Linked DNA regions of Mus musculus: region 2 is linked to region 1. A link is a contact called in public Hi-C data. All regions are on one chromosome and are shown on one strand. Each heading gives the region's core, a stretch centred on a gene start, on an enhancer-like site or on the middle of the called end of the contact. The rest is flanking DNA. Distances are from core to core; before and after follow the strand shown. Region 1 has its middle 36 kb from the start of Gm32531. Region 2 has its middle 160 kb from the start of Gm32728.

Region 1 (3,839 bases), core at 548-3,047:
ATGGAAAAGGGTAGTAGTGTGTAGGCGGGAGATTGGGGTGGTCCTTCATTCAAAGTCTGCTGGGAGAAAGATCTCTGGAACACAGTAGAGGATAGCCTTCTGTATCCCTGGCACCTCTCATGTATCCCCGCTCTGACTGATGACCTCCTGGATGTAGTCTTTGTGTTTGACAATGAATTCCTTACTACTATCCTAAAAAAGTATCTGTCATCTCTTTACTGGTGTTCTCTATCCAAGAGTCTTGGTTTCCCAGGACTTCAGAGCACCATGCCCATCGTGCTCCCCCACCCGCTTACATCACAGTTACTGCAGCTCAGTTCTAAGCCCATTAGTACCAAGTTCACCATGCTTTAAGAAAATAATCAACTGGATTCCCCAAGCTTACCTAAAGTCATCTACTGGAAAATATTGGCACTGATCATGAGAAGCCCTTCTTTCTGCTCACCTTAGGTACCTAAGGGGTTAAAGTTTCCAAAAGTACAAAAGCATGCATGGGTGGGCGTGTCTATGCAGCTGCCTGATATGCTTATGTTTTGGAGAGGGCATTACTGTGAACTCAACATTTCATTCACTGATTGAGCAAAGAACTCTCTATTCCAGGTTTCTTTGGAATCCTTATAACTTACAATGGGGAAGGAGGCTGCTAAAAAGAAGATAAAATTCCTCTGTCAAATAACTTCAGAAAGTCCTCTGATAAATAAACCAGTTTCCATTGCAGAATTTCTCAGTGTCTTTGAAAGGCCAATATATGTTATAATACACAAAGATAAACATGGTACCTTATAATTACCATAATCTTCTTACTCACAATGCATTCCCTCTACAACAAAACAATATACTAATATCTATTCTTTGGGGAAAGAACATTCACGGGGACAAAAATAGATGGATAGATGGATAGATAGATAGATAGATAGATAGATAGATAGATAGATAGATAGGTAAACCTGGGCCTTTGTTTGCAAAGATCTTATACAGAATGGAAGAATTCCAGGTCAGCATAAGTGCCATTGATGTAGGTTCTCCATATAAATTCGAAATGGTTTCTCCCTGTGTAGCCTGAGCTGGCCTCAAACTCATGCTCCTCTTCCATGTGCTTCTGACTTTTTAGTGCCAGGATTATAGGTGGGTACCACACCAACCATTTCTGACATCCATTCTCTTAACCGTTCTACAACAAGCCTGTGTTGTTCTCAAGTATCCATGAAGGTCTCTTTTGTGCCTTTGGATTAGGAGAAAGGGGAGCTCCAGGTTTTAAGGGACACTTAGAAACTTAGGCATGCTCCATATAGAAGGAAACTGAAGCAAGTCCCATAGGAAACAGAATTTCTTTCCCTAGTCTTTATTTTCTGCTTCCAAATGAACTATATTCAGAAAACTGCTTAAAAAGCTAGGGTAATCTCACCTGTGGTACTGGCCACTCAGTTGACAAGTAAGACACAGAGGTTCACATTGACCAGAGGCTTTACAAAGTTACCAAGAAGGTGACATCCAGAGTACAGGACTCAGAGTTTTATACCACCCCAGCTCTCAAAATGCTTCAAAATCCTCCTTTATGTCACAGTGGGAACCTTGTGGGTGGCTCCCCTCAAACACCCATTCTAAAGAGCAGGAGGAGATTGTAAACTGGTGCCAGGAGTGGACTGGTTTCAACCGCACAACTATCAGGCCCACCCAGGAGTCAACACAGGCTAAATTTGGGCCAAGTTTATTTTCCTTTTCCCTTTGAGTGTGAGGGTGGGAGGAGAAGACTGGAGAGGAAGTGCTGCAGACACACACAGACCCCAAGGGTGTGGGGGTCACAGTTACAGAGAAGCCAGCCAAGCTTGACACGTCATCCCTCTGCACTCACTCAGCCATAGGATGTTTACATTCCTGGTGGTCCTTAAGGATGGACTTGGAGAAGAAAAATATGGCCAGAGAAGATGCTAGGGGGAGAGACAAAAGAGTATACTTCTGTACCTAATTGTCCAAGAAAAAGATGAAGCAATGAAGTTGGGCACAATATTACATGTAAAGGACATGGATCTGACTGTCCTTTACTTCTAATAAGGCTTCTCAGAGCTATGGATTTTGTTCTCTTTTATTCAAATCAAACACTAAGAATTTGGTTACTTGTGAATAAAGTAAGGATTACATATCACATGGAAACACAGTAAGTACGCGATGATATATGTAAATTATTACATAGAATATGTGTTGTGAAATAATCTATATCATATGGATTGTCATGTTTATAAATAATATCATACATGTATAGCAGTCCAATTATGTTTGCTATGTAAAAAAATTTCAAAGGAGAGAATCTTTGGGTACGAATCAGAAGATTAAGCCTTATATGGACTGACACCATCAAAAGCTTTCTGAGAGGGTTGCACAGCCTCCGATACCTCCCCGGGATGAAGTTCCCTGTAACTGTCTAAAGTGAGCTACATGTGTACATTCAAATAAAGAATCTTTCATTTTCCCCACCACTGAAGAAACAAAATGTGAACCCTCTGATAAAGTATGGGCTCTGATAGTTTCCCACACTGATAAATACATGTGTGTGTGTGTGTGTGTGTGTGTGTGTGTGTGTGTGTGTAAAATATAAAATCCAAACAAGGAAATCAATGTCTAGCCATGTATGTAAATGTACAAGTCCTTACTTGGATGCATATGTGGCTTCCAGAGTAGAATATGCCAAGTAGTTTACAGAATGTCATTTGGAACAAAACCAAAATCATACAAAGATGATCTGCTGTTTTATTTTACATTGTCTACTTTATTTCCTAGTTGTCTTTACTGTTTGAATGTTCTCTGTCTCTCTGTCTTTGTCTCTCTGTCTCTTTTTCTCCTCCCCTCTCTCCCTGTGGTGTGTGTGTGTGTGTGTGTGTGTGTGTGTGTGTGTGTGTGTGTGTTTTACAGAAATAAAAGGAATTTGAGTTAAACCAGGAATGAAAGCAAAGGCAGATCAGACTCTGACACTTGAGCCTCCTCTTCGAGTTCTGGGATAGCTTGGCAGCAGGGCTGTTTTTCCAGCTGGGAATCATTTTATTTTCTTGCCCCAAATCCTGGACAGAGCTCATATCCAGCCAGAGGCCAAAGACCTGCTCTGTAGAAAGACATCCACACTCCCTTAAAGAAGGAATGCTATATTCAAGGATGAGCATCAGGTCTTTCTGAAAGGTAGGGGAGTCTTAAGAAGGTAGAGAGGAACTGTCAGAGCCTGATAAGTAAACAGATATGTTATGGTGTCAAAGTTTCATACTTTAAAATAAAAAAAGAAATACATTAAATTCAAATGAAATGTTGGTAAAAGTAATATGAACTAGAATCCTCTGGGTATATAGATATTGACTTGGGGGGGGGGAGGAAAAAGTGCTGCCCTGACTGACTGTACTGTGGTGGATAGTAATTGCAGTCCCAAAGATACATCTATACGTATATTACTGAATTTGCTTGCTGTTATGACAAGACAACTGGCAGGGATAACCCTTAGGGGTACAGTCTGTTCTGATAAGGATACAAAGAGCAGCAGTATGAGGTAGCTGGTCACATTGCATCTAAGTTAAGAGGCAAAGAGAAATTAGCACTGGTACTCCATTTAATTTGTCACTTTTATTCTGTGTAGAATACCCAACATATGGAATATATTGACACCTATATCCAGCATAGGTTTTCCAACTTTGGTTAAACCTCTCTAGAAACACTCACCCCACAGGCAGAGGTTTGTTTCCTATGTAATTCTAAATCCAGTCAAGTGGACAAATAAGATTATCCATCATCAATATCTACCCCTTGTCAACTTTACACCCAAACAAGTCACTTTTAAATTATAATAGTCAACTCACGACTCC
Region 2 (3,839 bases), core at 621-3,120, 650 kb after region 1:
TGTTGATGAGATCCAAATTCAGTATCAAGCTGGTGCCCTCCTCATCTCACAATCCCAACCCTGAGCATACAGTTGCTCTGAGACTCCAGAACTATATACACTCATTTAAAAACAGTGAATCTAGCATAACTTTTCCTATATGATGGATAAATCCCATGTTCACACTGACTTAAATGAAACTTAACATTTGTTAAGTTACATCTTCACCAGGGAGGTTTCAGATAAAGTTTCAAATGGCAAGTCTGAGGCTTACTGGCCTAAGGACCGAATAACATCTGCCCACAATATGAATCCATTGCAGGGTGCCTCATTGCTATCTATCTATCTATCTATCATCTAGCTAGCTACCTATCTGCCTACCTACATGCCTAGCTCTAGCTCTATCTTGTGGCAAAATTCTTTCCTAGCCCATTTCAGTTCCTGGAGACGAAGAGAAGTGATTGGCTTGCTCCCCCAGCTCCACAAACACCTCATCTCCAATGAGCATCACCATCTAGTCTCTTTCAGCATCAGAACCTAGAGCCTGTGTGTGGGCCTGGCATCTTGTTCATACAGGTTGGACCCAGGCTGGAACACACAGGCTAAAGCTGTTTGTCTCCACCTCATTCATCACCAGCTTTCTAAACACATTCTCCTCTCCCATCTCTAGCAGGCAGAGCCAAGATGGAAAAACAGTCCCCTCGCCAAGCCATTGAATGCAGTCAGCAGTTCTTTGAAGAAAAATCTCCCCAGCCAGGTTTGTATCAAAAGCATGTCTTTGTTTATCCAGGTTTGATTGAAGATTCAAGGATTCTGAAAGATAGCATAGAACTCAGTCTTAAGGTGGTGTAACCCATCATCAATGTTGAAGAAGGAGAGAATCCATGTAATCTTCATGTAAGGAGGCTATGTTTCCTTTCCCCTGTGTGCTAAGCCCTGTGTTATGTTCTTAGAATACGGACCTCGTAAGACACATCTCATGTAGAGTGAAACTGAGTGAGTCTTGGCCATTACTCAGTTCTAACTAGTCACTTAAGTATGAGATGAACTTAAAGCCCAAGGTATCCGTGTAACTCACGTGAGTGGGGTCCTTTCTTAGGACTTTCCAAGTTACAGCTAAAGGATAAAGATGTAAAACCAGGGATTTTGATAGGGCTAGAACTAGAAAGGCATGAGTAGGGTCAAGATCACAAAAGGCGGGGAGGCAGCACATCATTCGAAGGCCTTTCTAGACAGGTTCCCAGAAGATGGGAGAGTGGGCACAGGCATGGTGGTGGACATGCAGAGAGCAATGTTTTTCAAGGGTGTGGCCACCCTAAAACTTCCCGTCATACCCCCTCTTTTCCTTAGACTTCGTGGAGTTGAGGATCTGTCGCCCACTTTCAGTAATTCTAGCAATGAGACTTTGCTCTGTTCATTCCCCTAACATCTGCTTCTGCTATGTGTCTCAACTCAACTGTTCCATGCTTCTCTTCTGGTGGCTGGCACCAGGCCCTCTTCCACACTTCGAGGCCTATGTCTTCTGATCCACAACCCCCAGCAGCCCCTCCTGAGCTGCTGTACGGCACTCCTCCATGCTCGACACACAACCCAGCTGCGAAGCAACTTAGTGACTTGTGGAGCCGCGCTGGGAAAAGGGGGTGTGCAGAACACGTGTGCATTTATTAATGCAAGGGCAAAGTAAGCAGTGTGAAGAACCAGGACACAGATTCTCTGTCCTGGCTAAGGAATTTAATCACGGCTTGAAAAATACTGCCCTCCCACACCCACACGCTACACTTCCAGTCTCCAATGCCAAGTCGGCAAAGCTGCCTGGTCCTCCCTTGGGTGACCATCCTTCCTAAGCTAAAGGTGCCAAAAAGGAAGCTTGCTGTTTAAACCTGGCACTACTACAGAGATCCAGTGTGAGGCTCACCGAGCCCAACACTCAAGACAGGCCCTGCCTTCCCCTGATTGTTAGGATTGCAGGTATCCTCTTTCATCTGACCAGATCTGGATGCAATGGCAATGAGAGATCTGTGACAGGAACCATGAAGAGTGGTGGGGGCAGTGGCCCTGGCAGACAAACAGATGATCTTAGAGGCATCATGATTTGCCTAAACTATTTGCCAACATGTCTTCCGTCTCAAAAAAGTGTTGGCAGAAGCCCAGTGCCTTGGCTTGGAAGGAGCTGGGAACATCTGCCAGCTCAATTCTCCTTAAAAGGAGATTTCTTCCTCAAACATTGACCCAGCTGCTCCCAGGAGCACAACACACAGTCTTGAGCTCAGGGGCAGGGGCGGGTGGGGCCTGGTGTTTGGATCATGCACCACAAGTCGTTTTCTCTGCACATTCTTTGCAAACTTGGATGCATAAACTCCCTGCCCTATCTTTTCTATACCAAGACACCAAGAACAGGCTGATGCTGTTTCCATGTAAGCTGGGATGGGGACAGGTGTATCAGAGTGACTGGGATTCCTAGGGAGGTGAGGGAATAGATCGGGCTTTCTCCATTGAGGTAGGAGAGAAAGGAAGATGGATGGAGAGTAAGGGAAGAGGAAGAAAGGTGAACTGCCTTTGTATAACTGCATCAAGGTAGGCTTGAAAAAAATGCCAGGTAATTGTGCTCAAGAGTGTGGGCTCTGGTGTCTCCCCATCAGGGTACAAAGCCAAGATCTTCTCTTTTCTCACTGTGTGAACATGTATGCATGAGTCAACTTCTTTGAACTAGAGTTTCTTTAACAGTAATAAGCAGCTGCAAAGAGCTTCCACTTCCTCCAATTGCTGTGTGCCACATATGGGACACATTCACAGGTGTGCCTGGCAAACAGGAAACACTCACTCCAACCTGGATATGTCTATCACCTTACCAGAAACTTCCACAGACAAACACAAAACCCAAACAGGAAAGCTGTAGTACCTGTAGCATAATCTCCCTCATGATCTCTGCAGACAGGCTTTTAAAACATATGCTACCATGAGTCACAGGTAACAGTCTGCCTTGACCGACAAAGCAGAAAGGGATCCAGGCAGAAAAGTATAGAACCAACACTTCCCTTTCCCTTGTGAAGAAATAAGTCATCAGACTATGTCTTAAGCATATGCAGATATCCAGATATGCCCCTCTTAATCATTGGGAATCATTAAGTCTGCCCTGGACTTGCCTTGAACTTCTATAGAGAAGGTCCATATCTGTGTAAGCTAGCACTTGAAATTAAGATTTTTCTGCTATTAAAGGGAAAGGCAAACCATTTGAAAAATTCATCCTGGACAAGAACACCTCTAGGTACAGATCTGTGGCTTTTGGAATCACCCCGAATCACTGTTATCCAGAGGCAAAACTGCCTCATGACGGCTGAGCTCTCAGCAGATTGAGGCCATACCTGTAAAGACATGGCTAAGAAACCTAGATCTTCACGTAAGAGAGGGCAGACTGTAAGCTCAAGACTGGGGAAAGCCGGGTCTTAAGGACTTGATGAGACCATTGCTTCATGGACTCACAGCAGCCGTGGCTCCTGCACAATGCCTACACGAGACCAGTTAGTCATCATTCCAGCTTGGAGTGGGGGAAGTTCTCAAGTTCCCACCCTTAGATGAGGACCTATTGACAGTGGATGACTTCTGGGAGGGAAGAGTCAGTTTTCCTTCATCGGCAAATCACTCTATCAGGTGGTCCCGTACACGAGTACATGAGTGGCCCAAGTTTGACTTGGTGGATAATGAGGGGGTGGGGAAGAGGACACAAAGTTATTGAAGGCAATGGGGGAAAACAGAAATGAATATGATCAAAATACAGTGACCACATGCATGTAGTTCTCAAAGAACTGATACAAATAGTAGGTTCCGTTTCTTGTTTCTTAAAGAAATCTGGATCCCACCAG

The links. A called contact is a pair of places that touch in the nucleus more often than the background predicts.
Region 2: a Hi-C map of uterus shows a contact between it and region 1, with 2.7 times the contacts expected there. The contact joins two enhancer-like sites. A contact is called at or near these places in 2 of 484 Hi-C or Micro-C datasets (nephron progenitors and uterus).

What each region holds. Positions count from the first base shown.
Region 1 is chr8:103,232,819-103,236,657 of GRCm38.p6, forward strand. No RefSeq gene overlaps it. Among named protein-coding and RNA genes, the nearest start is that of Gm32531, 36 kb to the right of the region's middle. Within about 2 kb of position 1,798, at least 40 of the 459 cell types and tissues checked have an H3K27ac peak or open chromatin away from gene starts, as enhancers often do. A contact at or near this core is called in uterus, where this site is marked.
Region 2 is chr8:103,879,136-103,882,974 of GRCm38.p6, forward strand. No RefSeq gene overlaps it. Among named protein-coding and RNA genes, the nearest start is that of Gm32728, 160 kb to the right of the region's middle. Within about 2 kb of position 1,871, at least 17 of the 459 cell types and tissues checked have an H3K27ac peak or open chromatin away from gene starts, as enhancers often do. A contact at or near this core is called in uterus, where this site is marked.